Linked DNA regions of Zea mays: region 2 is linked to region 1. The links are chromatin contacts, called in public Hi-C maps. All regions are on one chromosome and are shown on one strand. Each heading gives the region's core, a stretch centred on a gene start, on an enhancer-like site or on the middle of the called end of the contact. The rest is flanking DNA. Distances are from core to core; before and after follow the strand shown. Region 1 holds the start of LOC103651301 (two-pore potassium channel 2). Region 2 holds the start of LOC100276465 (Putative clathrin assembly protein).

Region 1 (4,968 bases), core at 1,365-3,864:
TTCTCAAGACAAATGTGTAGATATACCTTGGATAAAATCAAAAGATCCTTCTTTTGGCAAGGTGGAGGGCCGTACAAAAAGTAAATAATACCGTATGATTAAATGGACCAAGATATGTAAAAGTAAGAAGAAGAAAAAGAGGAGTAGGTATGTAGGATATCAGGAAGACGAACATGAGTCTCCTCTCGTTTGTAAATGGAGGTGGAAGTTGGAAAGAAGTAAGCCTTTTGTCAAGAAATTATAAAATCCGAATAACCGAGCGAGGGGATGGATCCATTTGTACTATGAAACACAGATAAGCAGGCTTGATGCCAGTGAAAACCAAGGCGATGCAACATCCACTACCTCAGATTCATCTGAGCATGGCATCAGTGAGGCTATCCATATTGAAACTAGATTGGAACATGGAAGTGCAACAACATCATCTGTTATTGGATCTGGTGATGACAGGGATAACTCATCTGATAGATCCTCTGCAGGAAAAAAATACGGTGACTCTATCTGGTGATGATAAGGGCAAGGAAACAGGTACAACCACTGAAGCGTCATATTCCAAAGAAGAGAAATCTGAGAACAACAGTGTCTCAACTGAAGCAGAGAACTCCCGAGGAGATTCTTCCAGTGGAGTGAATGGTTCTTCAGAAACGTCTACCAATGGTGGTGAGCAGGTGGATCCCAAGACTGAAACTAGCACATCCACCAGTAACGAGCACAATGAATCTCAAGGGGCTGATGGCAGTTCTGGATCAAATAACTGTAACGGCCCTGAACAAACCAGTAAAACTGAAAGGCAGTGATACCACTATCTAGACACGAACATTGTTTTAGTATAGAGATTTGCTTACTGGAGATTGAAGAGGGGCTAGTACTGCACCAAGAAAAACTGTTCACATTGTGGCTTATCGTGATTTTAGTTGATACTGCTGAAGTACAATTGTGCATATCGCAAGATCGATTGTCTGCTATGCTTATTGCTTATGCCATGATTTCTCGTCAAGTTGTATCAGAACGAGTCATTATAGCTGTACGGTTAATGATGCAGGCCCATAACACAGGAAAATCTGGAAGGGGCAAAGTTCTAGGAAAAAATGAGGAAAGGCACCGTACCCCAGCTTTCCTGCAGCAGTCCACAGGCACAGGCACAGACCGGCACGCTGAGTCGCTGACGCTGGTATGATGCACATGTTCTCCCTGCAGATCCTAACGAGGCGTGTGGGCGCTTGAGCCACCAACTTTCCTGCCGAGGTTTTACGGGCCGGCGGCGGGCGTGCCGCGTGCGGCAGCCAAGCCAGCAGGCAGCAGCGGCCAGCGGTCGGGCCTGGCGCTGGCGGCCTGGGCGGTCGCGCCTGGCGGCCTGGGCGCCGGTGGAAGACCTCGCTGTGAGGACGCGGGTGAGCCAGGGAGGAACGACGGGGGAGGGAGAGAGTACGCTTTACTGGACGTCTGGAAGTTTCTAGGCGCATGTAGCGACGGAAGCACACTGAGAAGTAGACCTGTCCGTCGATGCACTATCGTGTGGATGTGATTTTTTTGGCTGACGTGGATGAACGATGGCGCTGGTTTTGAACCGGCTTTGTATATAAGGAAATCTCTTTAAACCAACCAGGAGTTGCTGGTTTCTTTAGCGGCTCACAGAATGCATAAACAGACATGACATATGAACCGAATGGTAATTTCGGTGTGCACATTGTAATCCCTGTTTGAAGATTGACAATACTGATGTGCTTCCCTTATCATATGTTTAAGCTGTCTCCAGCAGCTTACCTATTCTATCTCTTATTTCAAACTTAATTCTGTGAACAGTGCAATTCTGTGAACAGTGCAGTCGATAATCTGTTGGAGACAGACTTAGCAGCTTACCTATTCTATCTCCTATTTCAAACTTAATTCTGTGAACACTGCAATTCTGTAAACAGTGCAGTCCATAATCTGTTGGAGACAGACTTAGACGAGCAAAACAGTGCAGTCCATATACAGGATCTGCTGTAGACAGTCTTAGGCGACATCAAATCCAGTGAAAGGGAGCTGCTGTCTGCTGTGCTGATAGACGTTCTATTTCTAGTAACATAATACATGCGGTATGCAAGGTTCAGGAAACAAAATAGAACCAGAAAAAAATTATCAAGGAGCATATAATAACAAATTAACAATCTCGCATTCTCATTTAGTACATGGATTCTTCTTGTTGTATAGTAGGTACAGAGACCCATCTTGGAGTTTTTCATCATCTGCACACTCATGTCAGAAAGCTTGAAGCATTGGATGGCATTGAAAATTATGAAGTGCTCGTGAAATATCTAGGCTGCAGGCCTGCAGCCTTCTCTATGCAAATGCACGCAGAGGGATGACCTGGATATGGTCGGCAACCAAGCTCATCCGGTCAAGATTTTTCGGCTTCAGAAGCTTTCAGTAAGTGCGACCTGTACTGTATATCCATAGCCGACAATGCGATCTCAGCACAGCAACAAATCGAAATGCTTCCATCCAGAGAAGAAGGTTACCCCGCATTCCCTCTAGTTGTTAGGCGGAGTAGTCCTGCGGAATATGGCACTGGGACCAACTTGCAAGATCCAACTACTGGTAAGCCATTGTCAACTTGGGTACCTACCTGCATCGAAGTGTAATTCAGGAACACATAGTTATGCACAGGCAGTGAACAAATAGGGTGATTCAGTCGACAGTCTCTGGTGCACGCCATATCCCACCACAAACACAGGGATTGCGAAGATAAAACTAGGGTTCTGTTTCAGACATCAGCAGAAAGAATATGTCAACCGTTCTCTCTCTTTCATCAGTTGCCTACTGCATCAGCTACCATGCAAGATACTAGAAACTACGTGATATAAATGTCGCAATAAATAAGAAAGATATGTTTCAAGATATGATGTAACCCAGCCCATTCATCCCAGAAATGCCAGGGAAGTGTACATCCCTGCTTGAACGCTTCCATCCTCAAGGTCTCGGCAGAACCACCATGGATATAAAGCGATGATCCAGCCTGAGAACTACAAGCTGCAACTAAGCGATCCAAGCTCCAATATGCCTTCCATGGACGAGCCTCTGTTACCTTTGGTCCAGCGTGACCAAAAGTACATTTCCAAGAAAGACAGAAGAAGCTCCTGTGATGTTCCAAGCAGGTGTGCAACTTCCTTTTCCCCAAGCAGCTATCTCAAAGCTAACTTCAGTACTCTCAATCATCTGCCGCCCACTGATGAAACTACCAGTACGGTACCCTCACCAAATATGCAGCGGGTGCACTCTTCACCTTCTATATTCACATCAAGCAAAGAAGCACACTGTGTGGATGAGCTTGGTGGCCAAAGCCATGCTGCTGCTGCTGCACAATATACGCCATCAATTGCAAGGCGGGCTATTGTCAGCGTCATCTTATACATCTCAATAGGGGTGCTTGTATACATGACAAATGTTGAAGGCTTCAAGGGGAAATCCACATTCAAGCTAGTGGATGCCCTTTACTTCACCATCATTAGTTTGTGCACAATAGGGTACGGTGACATAGTCCCCTGTACTACCTTCACAAAGGTGTTCACATGCTTGTTCCTACTAGTTGGTGTTCGTTTCATCGACCTAATGCTAAATGGGCTGTTGACAAATGTACTGGACAAGCAGAGAACAGTTCTACTTAGCACAATGGACGATAACAAGCTTAACAAGGTGTTTGACACCTACATGATTGATGCTAGGAAGAAAAGGTCAAGAGGGAGGATGAAAGTAATACTTGCATTATCGGTTGTAGCAGGCACTATCTCAATTTGCACAATCATAGTACATGAAGTTGAGGGTCTAAACTGGATCGATAGTTTCTATTTATCAGTCATTTCTGTTACAACGGTTGGATATGGAGACAAAAGCTTCTCAACAACAGCAGGAAGACTCACTGCCACTGTGTGCCTGTTGGTAAGCACTTTAGCAGTTGCAAAGGCCTTCTTGTTCCTAACAGACTTAAGGATGGACAAAAGGAACCGGCGGACTACAAAATGGATCCTCAAGAAGAAAATGGACAACGAGCCACTTGTTGGAGACCTAGAAAACCATCCTGCTGTAAGGTATGGTACAGTTTTCCATGAAAGATTATTTCATGAAAATTTATGATTTGCAGTTGCCTTTTAACAATTAATACCAGGAAGTTCTAAAAAATAATAAATACCTGAAAGGGAAGCGACTTTTCAGACAAACTTACTTATAACATGATGCCTATATTTAATTCAATGATTACATCATGGTCTTTTTGAAGTTATGTACTTTATTAATTCCTTACAGGACAAAGAGACAAAAAATGTTATTTCTTTTAACAACAAGGCACTGAATTTATCATTTTTTGAATTAAAAGTAAATTACTGTAAAGGTAGTTTATGCGCTGAAAATATAGGTTTAAAATCCTGAATGCAGTAGTAAACAAAAGGATCTTGATAAAAAAACTATATGCCCTCATTGCGACATGTACAACCTAACTTTTCTTTTGGAGTTTCTGATGAAACTAGGCCCAAAGTACTAGTTTCTAAAAAATGTCTGCAGTAGAGACACCAACATTCTACAAATAGAAAGACAGGTCAAGGTTACAAGACTGTGATGAACGTGACATGAACATCAACTCCTCACTGCCATAAATTAAATTTACTTTCTTTGCCCCCATATTGTATATTTCTTATTATATTAATTTGAAAGTCAGTCATATTCAATGTATATAGTAGTCGATGGCCATTCGTTAATAATCTGCTTGCTCCTTTGCAACAGCAAATCAGATTTTGTGATCTACAAGCTCAAAGAGATGGGGAAAATTGATGAGAAAGACATCAAAATGATCTCTGACCAGTTCGATCAGATAGAGTTTGGAAAATGTGAAAGGATCCCTCTGGCAGATATAATTGGAAAATTATGAATCTGGTATTTGTAACTTAGAAATATCCCATACCACGATGATATCCTCTTAGACCCTCGTATGCTTTG
Region 2 (4,968 bases), core at 721-3,220, 390 kb after region 1:
TGTGTGTGTGGGGGGGGGGGGGGTGAGTAGTTGGGTTGGGCTATTTTTCAAGTTAGGTAGGGTTTTCCTATGTTGGGTCAATTTCTAGGTAAAAAAGGTGGCCCGTGCCCGACCCGTTGGTTGTTGTGGTTCAAAAATTACAATCCACACCCAACCTGATGGTTGTTGCAGTTCGACAATCATGACCCGAGCCCACCCGGTGCACTAGTTGGGTTAGGTTTTGGGGGTTGGATTGGGTGGCCCATGATCCGATATATTCTACATTGTTAGCTACTAAGATGAAAGGTTGATCAAGACCTACAAAACGAAGCAGAACCTTCTGAATAGGAATCCAAGAACTCCAAATAATTTTGAGATAGTTGCTGCTAGTATAACTGTAAGGAAACAAAAAAAATAGCGCAGAACAGCCAAAGTTTGTGCCATCTCAACTGAACTCCATCATACAATTCAGGCAAGACCAAAAACTAGCCATTAAAAAAATATTTTAATCCAAGGACATAACATATAACACTATAGGGTGCCAAACGGCTTCAGACAATCAACAGAAAAGAAGGAACTACACAATTTAAATTATCAATTCTAAGTTCAAATAAAAGCAACCACAAAATGTGAAGAACTGTGTTAAATGTAGAATTTTCACTGTGCTTTTGCAAACAAGCTTATTATGGTATGCAAAGAAATTTCAACTTGGATGTATAATGTCTTGATTGCAGCAGTAAATAACAAAATTCTTAGTTGTGTCTCTATTTGTTTTGTTGTTCCCACATCCAAATTAACTTGTACATATACACTCAAGCCACCAAAAGCACAGAGAATAAAGGTCTAATTTGTATTGCAATTCCAGACTCACAACATAACATTCTATCATATAACTGAACATATGAGCTCGAGCTCTCCAGTGTGCAATGACCAAGGTTCAGGTGCCCAAATCAATAGCACTGCATCCTCACTAACCGTGCATGAAACTTGGGCATTTGACGATTGAGCATTTAGTCTGCATTCATTTCCACAACGTGATCACATTTTTAATAAACGAAATTGCATTTGAGATTCATCGATCACCCATACCATTACAGGATCGGCACCAACTTAGCAGCTGAAGCAACCATCAGAGCATCGGATACGCTGAACGAAACAAATAATCTGAACCGAAGTGCAACAGTGCTTACGATCCAGTTCCTGGTTTTGGCGAGTCGTCGGGCAAGCGCATGGATGCAGTAAGTGACGTCCGCCTGTGGCCTCGCGATGGACGTCGCCGCCACAATCTCTACAACACCGGCACCGACAAACCCATCAGACAGCAAACTCAAACCGAGAAAATGCTGGAGAAACCACAGCACAGCCCTCGACGACCCGGCTAGTTCCTAAGATCAAACTAAGCAAAAAAAAAGTGGGAAGGGAGGACATGGGAGGAATCCACGCACTGCGCAGGTGGCGCTCCTTGGGCGGGCTCTCCACGTGGTTGGTGGCCCTCACGATCGCGACATCCAGATCCTGAGAAAACAAAAAAAAAACACGCCAAAGAGAACCAATAAACCCAGTGCGGCGCAGCAGCGCGGCCATAGATCCGTCGGCGAGCACACGACCGCCTGCTCACGAACTGGACCGCTTTGGCGCCCGCAAAATCGGGGGAAAGCACGGGCGGGTGAGTGAGGATTCGACGGCGGACCTTGAAGTCGGAGTTGAGATTGGCGAGGCTGACGGTGGTGGTGTCCTTAAGCGCGCCGTACGCCTTGCGCCAACTCTGCAGCGCCGCCATTGCTGCCTCCGCCGCCGCGCCGTGCTTGTCCCCGGTGTCGGCCCTCGCCTCGCACTCCTCGTGGCTTTGCGCTTCTCCCCCCTGCGGGTTTGGTGTTGTGAAATTTCGGGCGCGAGCGCGCGGTACAGAGAACTGCCAACCTTCCCGTCCCCCAACAAATAGGGGGACCCTCCTGCACGCACGGAAGCGCGTTCCTCACCTTCCACGCCAATGGAGGTTCTGATGATTGATCGCGCAACCCTTGTTTATTAGTATACCTCAGTTCCAAATTCCTACACTTCGAAAAATCCACAATTTCCAAATTTAATGAAATATATAAAAAATAGTATCGATGATCCCAAATAAGCACTATAAATAAATCACATAATATATTTTACTGAACCTATTTTAAACTACAAATATTAATATTAGTTTATAAAAAATGTAGTTTAATTTCTTAAAATACAAGACGTGCGTTTATTTTAAAAGAGACGGGAGTACTCTCTACTTTTGCAATATAATAACTCCGGTCCGAGCCCAAGTGCCCAACGCTGTAGATTAGTGCAATGTCGGTGCCTACTGCCCGTCTGGGAGCGGCTGGATCTCAGACTAGTAGAGTGCTGGATCTCAATGCAGAATTCATTCATCTCAGATGGGGCTGGCGGCGTAGCTGAACTGTTTTCCTGGTTGTCTTGGTTAGGGCAAATTGATACGTGCCACCAAAGGTAACAACATTACTAATAAGTGTGAGTGTGTGTGACTGTACTTAATTAAATAAGCCTGTTCTGACATGAGTACGACTTCTTTCCAATCATAAGGACCAGGTTTTGGCAATGGCAAGTATGAAGCGAAGGCCAAGCCAAAGTTACCAGTTGGCTCGTTGGGGGCTTAGCCTGGCAAAAGGTAGCAGCTCAACTATTTCTCATGACTGTAAGGATATGTACTTTTTCCTAGACATACTTAAATTTCTACTTTTGTTTTTTTATCTTTCTCAAATACGCAATAGATTTGTGCAAGTCGAAGAGTTTAACATACGGACGACGCACTGCCGACGACCACCCTAAGAGGCTTATAGTCTTACGTTCGTTTCGTACGTTAGACCGTTCTAACCTACATATTCAAGTTTCGGTGTTACACAAATGATAGACGTGTGAGCATTGAAAAGCAATTGTATCTCCGCTACTACCAGCGCTATCTTGTTCCGACGGCTGGAAAAGGCGCTTCCAATGCTTCGACACTGGAAGCATTCAGACCAACGTCGAAGAGCTTCTCTTTAGCGACACGCTTGTCATGATAGAGCTGTGAGTCTGTGACCAAACGTATACACTGCGATACTGCAGGATCAGAGCGTGTTTGTTTCAGTTTTATATTATATAAGTTAGATTATATTAAAAAGTAAGAGAGTATAATATCACTTTGATACTATAAATAAACTGAAATAAGCTAGATTATTTTAACTTATTTATGATTTTAAATGGTATTTTATCTCGTACTTTTTCGCCATGATCCAATTTATATAATCTAGTATGGGTATGGAAACAAACAGAGTCTAAGTTTACTCGCTCTGCAGTGGAAGCATCGGCTTACCAGGTGACGGAATCGTTGTCAATATCCATCCATTATTTGGCAGCATGTTTGAACTTCTTTGCATGGCTACCACCCCGGCTGAGCATGCAGTAAGTAAGCATGACGATTCTGAACACTGATTGGTCTGTTCGTAGTATCATTCTGAACACTGATTGGTCTGTTCGTAGTATCAGTATATCCCCTATGTTGAACTTACTACGTACGGAATTAGGCAGGCATGGTGTGGTCTGGTTGCAATTGTCAGGGCTCTTGAGACAGCTCGTCATGATGTCCTGAATGGTCCGTTGGTCCTGCATCTAGCTTGTTGGAGAAGGATTTCTTCAGGAAGGAAGAAGAGAAAGGCTCGGCGGGAAGCCGGGAAGCGAGAGGCGCTGGTATTTGACAAGCACGTCTCGCCTGTCTCTCGAACGTCGGTCTCTGGAACTTCGTTGTGCGAATTCTTTTCAGTTGATTCTTCGCCAGATTTCCCTTTCGGTAGCTGAGGGTAGCTGGCGCGTCCCGGAGCCGCCAGCTGGGCGCCACCGTACTTGGATGTGAGAAGCAAACAGACGGTGGCGCCGGGCGTGGTTGGCGGAAGGCAGGAATCGCCCGCCCACCGAATGTTTCGGTGGCTCAGCCGCTCAGGCCATATTCACGAACAGGCAGCGCGGCACATGTCTCCGGCGGTAGCCGTGGAACCCACGGCGACGAAGTCACCAACACCATGGAGGAGCGCAGCTAGAAGTGAATCGGAGAGGGCAGCCGCCAGCCGGCGGCGGGGCTCAGGGTCACGCTCACGGCTCACCGCCACGATGCCCTGGTATAGATATTTAGATGGGCTGGCACAAAGTCCACATGTTTAGCCCGGTCCGAAGCACGAGCGAGCACGGCCTGTTTCCTATAGCGCTCGAGCGAGCACGGCCTGTTTCCTATAGCGCTCGAGCGATCACGGTCGTGTTTGGGTCACGGAAAGGCTCGGTACGTGGTACGGAATTACGGATATGATGTCCCGATTAAATGGCTGCTTGGCCCGTTATGCTCCTCGCCTCTTCGAACCTTAGCTCCCCAGTACCTCTTTCTCCATCCTTCAATAGCTCAATATATCTCCCTCTATCTATATTTTTATTATATTATACTACACCTCCCTAACATATTGACCAGCTCTCCATATACGTCTTGACTTTGTTTAATATTTTTATCAGTTTTTAAATTTAAAAATCATACAAAATTTATATAAAAAACAACGTAATTAAAATATGGGCTGAGGGTAGTGCTCATCCATATGAGAGAGTATTATCTCTCCTCCTATATAGAGCCATAGAGGGAGCTTTGGGGGAAGCAATTTTGAATATGGATGGCAGTCACACCCACGGGGTACGGGTGTCCATAGGTTTCACACTCGTTGGTTGTGAGTTTAAGGGCTTGTTTGGGATCAAGGGTAATGCAGTGAATTGAGGGGGGCTAGAATCCTCTACTACTTAATTTTGAATAGTGAGGGATTATAGCCCCCTCAATCCCCTCCATTACCCTTTGTCTCAAACAAGGCCTAAGTGTCAAATTCCACCCATGGGTCTACATCCCGAACTGACCCATAAAATGATAGGTTGGATTTGTGTGTGACTTTACCCATGGGTGGTCAATGGGCCCCATGATACAGTTTTGAG

What was found. A called contact is a pair of places that touch in the nucleus more often than the background predicts.
Region 2: a Hi-C map of tassel shows a contact between it and region 1, with 2.8 times the contacts expected there. The contact joins the promoter of LOC100276465 here to the promoter of LOC103651301 in region 1. A contact is called at or near these places in 2 of 25 Hi-C or Micro-C datasets (ear and tassel).

The regions. Positions count from the first base shown.
Region 1 is chr3:211,319,255-211,324,222 of Zm-B73-REFERENCE-NAM-5.0, forward strand. It overlaps LOC103651301 (two-pore potassium channel 2), which reads left to right and starts at 2,615. Exons shown (of 2, transcript XM_008676920.2): 1 at 2,615-4,067; 2 at 4,756-4,968. The coding sequence starts at 2,989. The coding sequence ends at 4,900. LOC100274395 reads right to left here. Exons shown (of 5, transcript NM_001148755.1): 5 at 2,017-2,608. LOC109945205 (osteocalcin 2-like) reads left to right here. Exons shown (of 3, transcript XM_035966597.1): 2 at 296-506; 3 at 595-797. The coding sequence ends at 797.
Region 2 is chr3:211,711,697-211,716,664 of Zm-B73-REFERENCE-NAM-5.0, forward strand. LOC100276465 (Putative clathrin assembly protein) reads right to left here and starts at 1,971. Exons shown (of 15, transcript NM_001360693.1): 1 at 1,670-1,971; 2 at 1,425-1,494; 3 at 1,170-1,267. The coding sequence starts at 1,759.